2 separate regions of the Mus musculus genome follow, and region 1 is linked to region 2. Evidence: chromatin contacts called from public ChIA-PET data. All regions are on one chromosome and are shown on one strand. Each heading gives the region's core, a stretch centred on a gene start, on an enhancer-like site or on the middle of the called end of the contact. The rest is flanking DNA. Distances are from core to core; before and after follow the strand shown. Region 1 holds the start of Cbll1 (Casitas B-lineage lymphoma-like 1). Region 2 has its middle 41 kb from the start of Dld.

Region 1 (3,594 bases), core at 99-2,598, 110 kb before region 2:
TTAGAAATGTCCTTATTTGAGTGTACCTACAACCTTGTTTGTAAAGCCGCAATGAGTGGGAGTCTTGGAAAAGACCACAATTAAGACAATCACTAAATAACATGGTATACTTACACTAGGATCACTGCAGTGTTAGTCACCGTTGTTACTGTGCAACGCACACAACACATTGCTACACATACTTGATTCAGAATTGAGTACTGTGAAAATATTTTTAAGAAAGGCCAACATAATAATGTTTTATTGATCTAGGAACTCTGGCACTGAAAGCGTGAACAACCCAAGGTAACGATGTCGTCACCAAGGGACAAGCATAGAGCCCAAATCCCTTGACTCCTAGGCTGATGTTTTCCACTAATTGTGTTCCTTTCTACTCATACGAGAGCTTCAAGTGTGAAGGGCTGGGGAAGGCAGAAGACCTATTATGAGCCAAATCGAGGTGGGGGGTGCTCTGAAGGTCTTCAGCAGTCGCCGTTGACACTCTTCTTTGTTTTGGCTGAGCAAGATGAAAGCGGCAACCACAGACCCCAGGGACCAAGAACTGGAACTAGGTACCGCCTGTTGTGGTAACTCTCTTTTCTTCAGTCGGGGCCTGCCCTTTCTCATCTCTTCCTTCTAGTCAAGCTCTAACGCTCTCCCTCCGACTCCATCGGTCCCTATCTTCCCTCCTTCACCCCCTTTGCACACAACTGCTTTGTATTTTCGTTGAACGGGGACCTCCTGGTGCTCCCTCCAGCTTTAGCAGGGATTCCAGGAGCCTGGTGGTGTTCTCTAGAGCCATGGGCTAGTTAGCATTGTAACACGCGATTCAGTTGAGAAACTACGGTGGGAGCCAGGGCAAACGCGCGTGTCGAGTGGGCGTTGGGGTTCCTCAGGACAAAGCACAATTAGACAATGAGGACCTTGCCTCCCTCCCGGACGCCTAACACAGCTTCCCTCGGGCACCCACGGAGCGTGCGTGTTTACACTTCTCTACACCCGGCGGCGGATCCGGGGGGCATTCCAAACCGTTACTCCGCCCGCTGGGGTGGGACCAGCCCAACGGCTGAGACTGCGCTCTGGGCGGACTACAAATCCCAGAAGGCCTCGCGCCGCAGGGGGGCGGGCGGCGGCTTACCTGCCTGCCGCGCTTCCCTTTGGTTCCTATTGCTTTCTCACTGCGAGAAGTATCATTCCTACAGCTGAGGGCTGCCTCTGGGGAGAACTAGCAGCCTCGACACCAAAACCCTCGTGTTCCCCCTCTTCCCGCCTCAGTCCTGGCTATGTCTGACTCCTTCGCCGGAGTCGGGTGCTACGGCTAGGGAGGGAAGCCCGTGAGAGCAGTTCGGGCGCACTTCCGCCTCTGCGCTCCGGAAGGTAGGGCGCAGGCGCTTACTGCGACTCCGGAGCGACTGACTTCCGTTCCCACTGTGCCCCGCGAGCCGAATCATGGATCACACTGGTAAGGAGGCGGAGGCAGCGGGGGTCCTAGTTTCTTGCCCCCGTGGCTCGTGTGGGACTGGTCGCCCAGCAGGCACAAGGGGCTATGCTCGCCCCACTGCGCCGGGACGTGGCGGAGAGGAAGCAAGCTCAGACCCGGTCCCGGGCTGAGTCTGCTGCTTCCCGGCCTACCCTCCGGAGCGGTGCCTCCATCCTGGAGACCGGCAGCACGGCTCCTTTGGTGCCGCTGAGCTCGTTTCGGGACCCTCCTCCGCGCAGACTTGTTGGAAAGGGAGGGTCCCAGTTTTGTTTTTGTTTTTGTTCTCATTCCGGTTGCTTTGCACTTTTGCTGGGGAAATAGGCGGGCGTTTTCCACTCTCGGAATTGGAGAAGCGTCCGGACTCTGGGCGAGAGTGGGTTGGAGACTTCCTGCTGCCTCTCGGCTTCGGGCGGCTGCTGCAGTGGTCACCGCCTGTGGTTATTGTCTTGTTGGCTTTTCGCGGACTAGTGGTTAGAGAAGAGAGTCGGATATAGTTTTCGAAGTTATAAGCGGAGCATCTTTTCTACCGGAACTCAAAGCATGCCCGGTCCTTCGGCCGTGGTCCTTTCGCATCTTTTGGGGACATCGCATATTACGAGTAGCTTCAAACCTCATTTCTGCTGGCTTCGTTTTCTTGGTTTTAGTTTTAGCACTTGGCTTTGAGTGCTTCAGACAGTTTTATCGCCAAGCAGGAGGAAAGGCTTTTTCTTTAGGAATTGACTGAGTGCGCCCAGTCTTCAAACACTAAGTTATATAATTGCATGCAGATACTTGTAGGCTTGGAGATAGAATGGTGGAATGGTAAACAATAAGACTACGTTCTTGTCTTCGAGTTTTCATTCTGTCAAAGGAGACAAGCAGATTGGTTTCTTCTTTAACAGCTGTTTACAATTTGTGGTGAGAACTTTTAGAAACAGGTGCTTGCCGGGCAGTGGTGGCGCACGCCTTTGATCTCAGCACTTGGGAGGCAGAGGCAGGCGAATTTCTAAGTTTGAGGCAAGCCTGGTCTACAGAGTGAGTTCCAGGACAGCCAGGACTACACAGAGAAACCCTGTCTCGAAAAACCAAAAAAAAAAAAAAAAGAAAAGAAAAGAAAAGAGAGAGAAATGAATGCCCATGGAGTAGGAAGTTTCAGAGTGCCAGGGAAAGGTGTTTTTGGAATGGTAGGAAGGTATAGAGAGGACCAAATGTCGGTAGACTAGTTAGCTTTAAGTTGAGAAGGAGAACACAAATTACCTTTTTCAGGACTTTGAAAATCATGATAAAGGGTTTAAGTGGCTATGAAGCAACAATTTTGACTCTTCTATGGAGAATGGTGTAGGAGAGGAACAACAGAAGTAAGTATAAATCATCTATGGGTGGTTGCAGTGCCACAGAGGGAGGCTCAGTTTAGTTGAATCGAAGCTCAGTGGTAGAGCAACTTAACCAGCTAGCACGGGTCCCCAGCAACGCCGTAGGGAGAATGGGAGCAGGACAGAGAGAGTAGGCAGGGGGAGTGGGAGCAGGACATAGAGTAGGCAGTTGCCACAAATATTTTGGTGGAGAATCCAGCAGCTGCTAATAGGTTGGTTTGTGGAAGTATGTGAGAGAAATGAAAAAAACCTGAGTTTCCCAGTAGAGTGTCTTGATACTGCATGGGTAAAAGTATTACCCTAGTTTCTAAGTTATTAGCCAAAGATTGCCTGGGGAAATAAAAATTATTCTAACATGAAAATAATCACTACTGACCTAGCTAAGGTTAAAAAATGAGTTTCAGGGCCCGGTGGTGGTGGCGCACGCCTTTAATCCCAGCACTTGGGAGGCAGAGGCAGGCAAATTTCTGAGTTCAAGGCCAGCCTGGTCTACAAAGTGAGTTCCAGGACAGCCAGGGCTATACAGAGAAACCCTGTCTCGAAAAACAAAAAACAACAAAAAAGTGTTTCCAGACAGCTCTCCTTTCTGTTTAATGTTAGCTTTTCTAGATTTTAAATCAGTTATGACAAAGTCTCCTAGTGCTTCAGTTTTTTTGTTTTTTTTTTTTTTGGTTTTTTGAGACAGGGTTTCTCTGCGTAGCCCTGGCTGTCCTGGAACTGACTTTGTAGACCAGGCTGGCCTTGAACTCAGAAATTTGCCTGCCTCTGCCTCCCAAGTGCTGG
Region 2 (3,397 bases), core at 525-3,024:
TGAGACTGTTGAGGACAGAGAAGAAGACACGAGTAGCAACAGCACCAACACTAGACGTAATAGTGATAATAAAACCAGCATTTGTTAGCAGTGACTGTGTGCCGGGAGTTGCCTTATGTTATTTCAATGGCACAAAGATAATAAACAAATGAAAACATTAATAAACATATGTATGTGTACAGAGAGCTCATGAAAGTCAACAACTCTTCTTCAGGTCTGACACTCTGTTGATGGTCCCCAGAATAATTTTGACTGGGGTGGCATGAGCAAAACCAGGTACTATCTCACTTTATCAATTAATTCTTCCTACAGTTCAGTTGTAGAACCCTTGCTTGTCAGGCACAAGGCCCCAGGTTCCAGGCTTGGCAACACACACACACCCCACATACATACACACATGTATACACATGCATACACACATAAATACACACATATATACACATGCGCACACACACACACACACATATATATATATATACATACATACACACATATATATACATGCATACACACATGCATACACACATATATACACATGCGCACACACACACACACACATATATACATACATACACACATATATACACATGCATACACACATAAATACACACATATATACACATGAGCATACACACACACACACACACATATATATATATATATATATATACATACACACATATATACACACATACACACATATACAACCTCTACACACAGACATAAACACATACACATAACACCTCCCCCCCCACACACACACACTATTCTCCTCCTTTCCCTCATCTTCTCCATTTTCCCTTTGCCTTCTCTTTTCCTCTTCCCTGTCTTTCTTTCCTTTTCCTCCCTTCCTCCTCTCCTGCCCCATGTTCCACTATTGTGCCAAATACATTCTTTCAGACGAATAGCTTCAGATCAGTAGATGATAGGAACTTCACGTTGCCTTTCAAAAGAGCTCATTAAGGTGTGAAGCCTTTCCAGAAGGAACCAAGGCTGGACCGTGAATGAGCTCTCAGTAGCCTACACTTATTTTATGGCTGGGGCACGAGGGTTGGGGCATAGAGAGACCATCCTCGTCTAGACAGCTCGGGAAGCGGCCTGGTTTTCTCTCCATCCTTTTTCTAGCTGTTCGTTTGCTTTCTTCTCTGAGAAGTATTTTCTGGTCTCCTAGCCTACAGAGGTACCTTTGGAGCATGACCGGTCACATCCCTGGAGTAAATTCATGGAGAGAAGAGCTCCTGGGCATTGCTCTGCTCTCCATCTCTCCTCTCTTGCTACGGGCTGAGCAAATACAAACATGACACACAACAAACCCTACTCCTGCTCAGAGTCAACCCCTTTCCAACAGTGTGTATGATATTCCTGCAGAGGTGAAGGTAAAATGGATCAGAGAGAGCGCTCGCTATCTTAAAAACAAAGTAAGAATGGCCAAATGGGTAGCTCAGTTGGTAGATACCCACAAAGTCCAAGGCGCAGCTCCTGGCACTGTGTAAATTGTCATGGTGGTGCACACTTGTAATCTCACTACTCAGGAAGTCTCAGAAAGTCAAGGTTATCCTTGGCTATATTAGGAGTCCCAGGCTCATTGGGGCTGGAGGTGCCGCCTCAAAACAAATCAAAACAAAACCAAGCAAAGCTACAGCAAATAAAAGCAGAGCTCCGGATGTAACCCAGGGATAGTACACCTGCTGGGCACTCACAAGGCTCTGACTTGATCTTCAGTACTAGGAAACAAGAAAACCAAAATGTAAACAGGAAGTGGGGTAGGGTAGAGGTGGGATAGCGGAGGGCAAGGAAAGCGCTATCAGCTGTTCTTCCGGTCTGACCTGTTGGTGGTCTAGGAGGAGGAGTGGTGTGTGTGGTTGAAGTACTGGTTAGCTGTTTTGAAACAAACAAGGTTCTGAACAGCTAGAAGATCGGAACACTTCATTAAGATGCACTCCTTCATGTCTTTAGAACAGACCTGTGTTTACAAGGGAGGCTGGACTGGCTGGAAAAGCAGCTGTCAGATGATCAAAATGATAATCTCAGAGCTCGGCGCCAGGTATCTTTCACATGAGACTTAATGTCCCATCAGAAGGGAGCACGTCTGGGCGGAAAAGCTGAAGGCCAGAGGGAAGCAGGGATTGGCTGTAGTTTGCTCTGGTTAGACACTCAGCACAGTTTGTGAATTGATTGTATAATGCTTCCCAGCGATAGACCATAAAGTTCAGAAGAGTGGTACGGCATGACTTTGACCATGGAGACGAGCCCTTTTCTGTCCTTTTTATTAACCGACATTCAAGCTCTTTACTTTTCGGTGTCACTTGAGAGCATCTAGATGTGTGTGCTCGAGCGTGAGCATTCATGCGTGAGCGTGTGTGTGCGTGTGTGTTCATTGCTTTCGGTTCTGCCCCAAAAAGTAGAGGCAAGGGGAACCACAAGCTTATGTTGGCTAATGGTACAGGATGTGCCCTATGGCTAAGCAGTTCCCCTGGGGTTCCGTCCCCAGCTCACCTGCACTGTACAGATTAGGCACTGACCTAGTTTGTGTTTTTAATATAGTTTTGAATTTTGGTGTGTTTTCTTGGACTCACACTAATAAAATTGGTAAAATGAAATCTTTGTATAAATTAATGCTAGCGTTTGTTTATTTGGGCATGTTTTTTTTTTTTCTTTTGTTCTTACGGTATCATGAAAGTATTACATTTGAGCATTGCTTACTATCTGAGCTGCTACCATCCTGGTCAAGTCACCATAGCTGTATAGTGGCTGCCGAGGAAGGGTCCAGACACATCTTCCTGTCTCCATTGATTTTGTGCCTCATTATGTAGCCCAGGCTAGCCTGGAATTCTCCATTCTCTAGAGTGCTGAGATTACAGGCATGAATCGTCAGGTCATTCTTTCCTACCTTGAACTGCTCTTGTCGTCTCCTCCTCCTCCTCCTCCTCCTCCTCCTCCTCCTCCTCCCCCCCCTCCTCCTCTTCCTTTAGATAGGGTCTCGTGTGTTCCAGACCGGTCTCGGTATATAGCTGAGGATGACCTTGAACTTCTGACCTTCCTGACTCCACCTCCCGAATCCTAGGATTACAGACATGGCCACAATGCTGGATTTATGTTGTGCTAGAGTTTTGAGTCCAGGTCTTTAAGCATGCCAGGCACTAAGTAAACTACATACCCAGGTCCCACTGTCTGTGTCTTAAGCCACCTCCCTGTGTCTCGAACATTCATTCCATCCACCAGATAGCAGAGAACGTTTTATAAATCTTTCTGATTTAAAACCCTCAAAGTTTCCCCTTTATAAACAGCTCAGAACTCATTCTCCGGCTCTGGCCCATCAGACCTACCTTACTGGGCTCCTTGTCTGGACCTTCTGGGTGACTTGCTTCTGGTAGAAGGCACTCCAGTTCCTTTAGTC

Evidence for each region. ChIA-PET counts read pairs in DNA pulled down with a chosen protein or histone mark.
Region 1: a contact with region 2 is called in an RNA polymerase II ChIA-PET map of effector CD8 T cells, with 42 read pairs. The contact joins the promoter of Cbll1 here to the enhancer-like site in region 2. A contact is called at or near these places in 4 of 39 promoter capture datasets (the 3T3-L1 cell line, 3T3-L1-derived adipocytes, second pharyngeal arch cranial neural crest and 1 more), 8 of 484 Hi-C or Micro-C datasets (the C10 cell line, the C2C12 cell line, colorectal tumor organoids and 5 more), 10 of 115 datasets of contacts at active chromatin or transcription factors (a beta-TC-6 cell line, bone marrow-derived dendritic cells, bone marrow-derived macrophages and 7 more) and 3 of 9 other capture datasets (adipose tissue, liver and pancreatic islet).

Annotation. Positions count from the first base shown.
Region 1 is chr12:31,497,370-31,500,963 of GRCm38.p6, reverse strand. It overlaps Cbll1 (Casitas B-lineage lymphoma-like 1), which reads left to right and starts at 1,348. Exons shown (of 6, transcript NM_001253847.1): 1 at 1,348-1,441. The coding sequence starts at 1,429. Gm40362 (a long non-coding RNA gene) reads right to left here and starts at 1,344. Exons shown (of 2, transcript XR_872643.3): 1 at 1,118-1,344.
Region 2 is chr12:31,390,843-31,394,239 of GRCm38.p6, reverse strand. No RefSeq gene overlaps it. Among named protein-coding and RNA genes, the nearest start is that of Dld, 41 kb to the right of the region's middle. Within about 2 kb of position 1,774, at least 15 of the 459 cell types and tissues checked have an H3K27ac peak or open chromatin away from gene starts, as enhancers often do. A contact at or near this core is called in effector CD8 T cells and memory CD8 T cells, where this site is marked.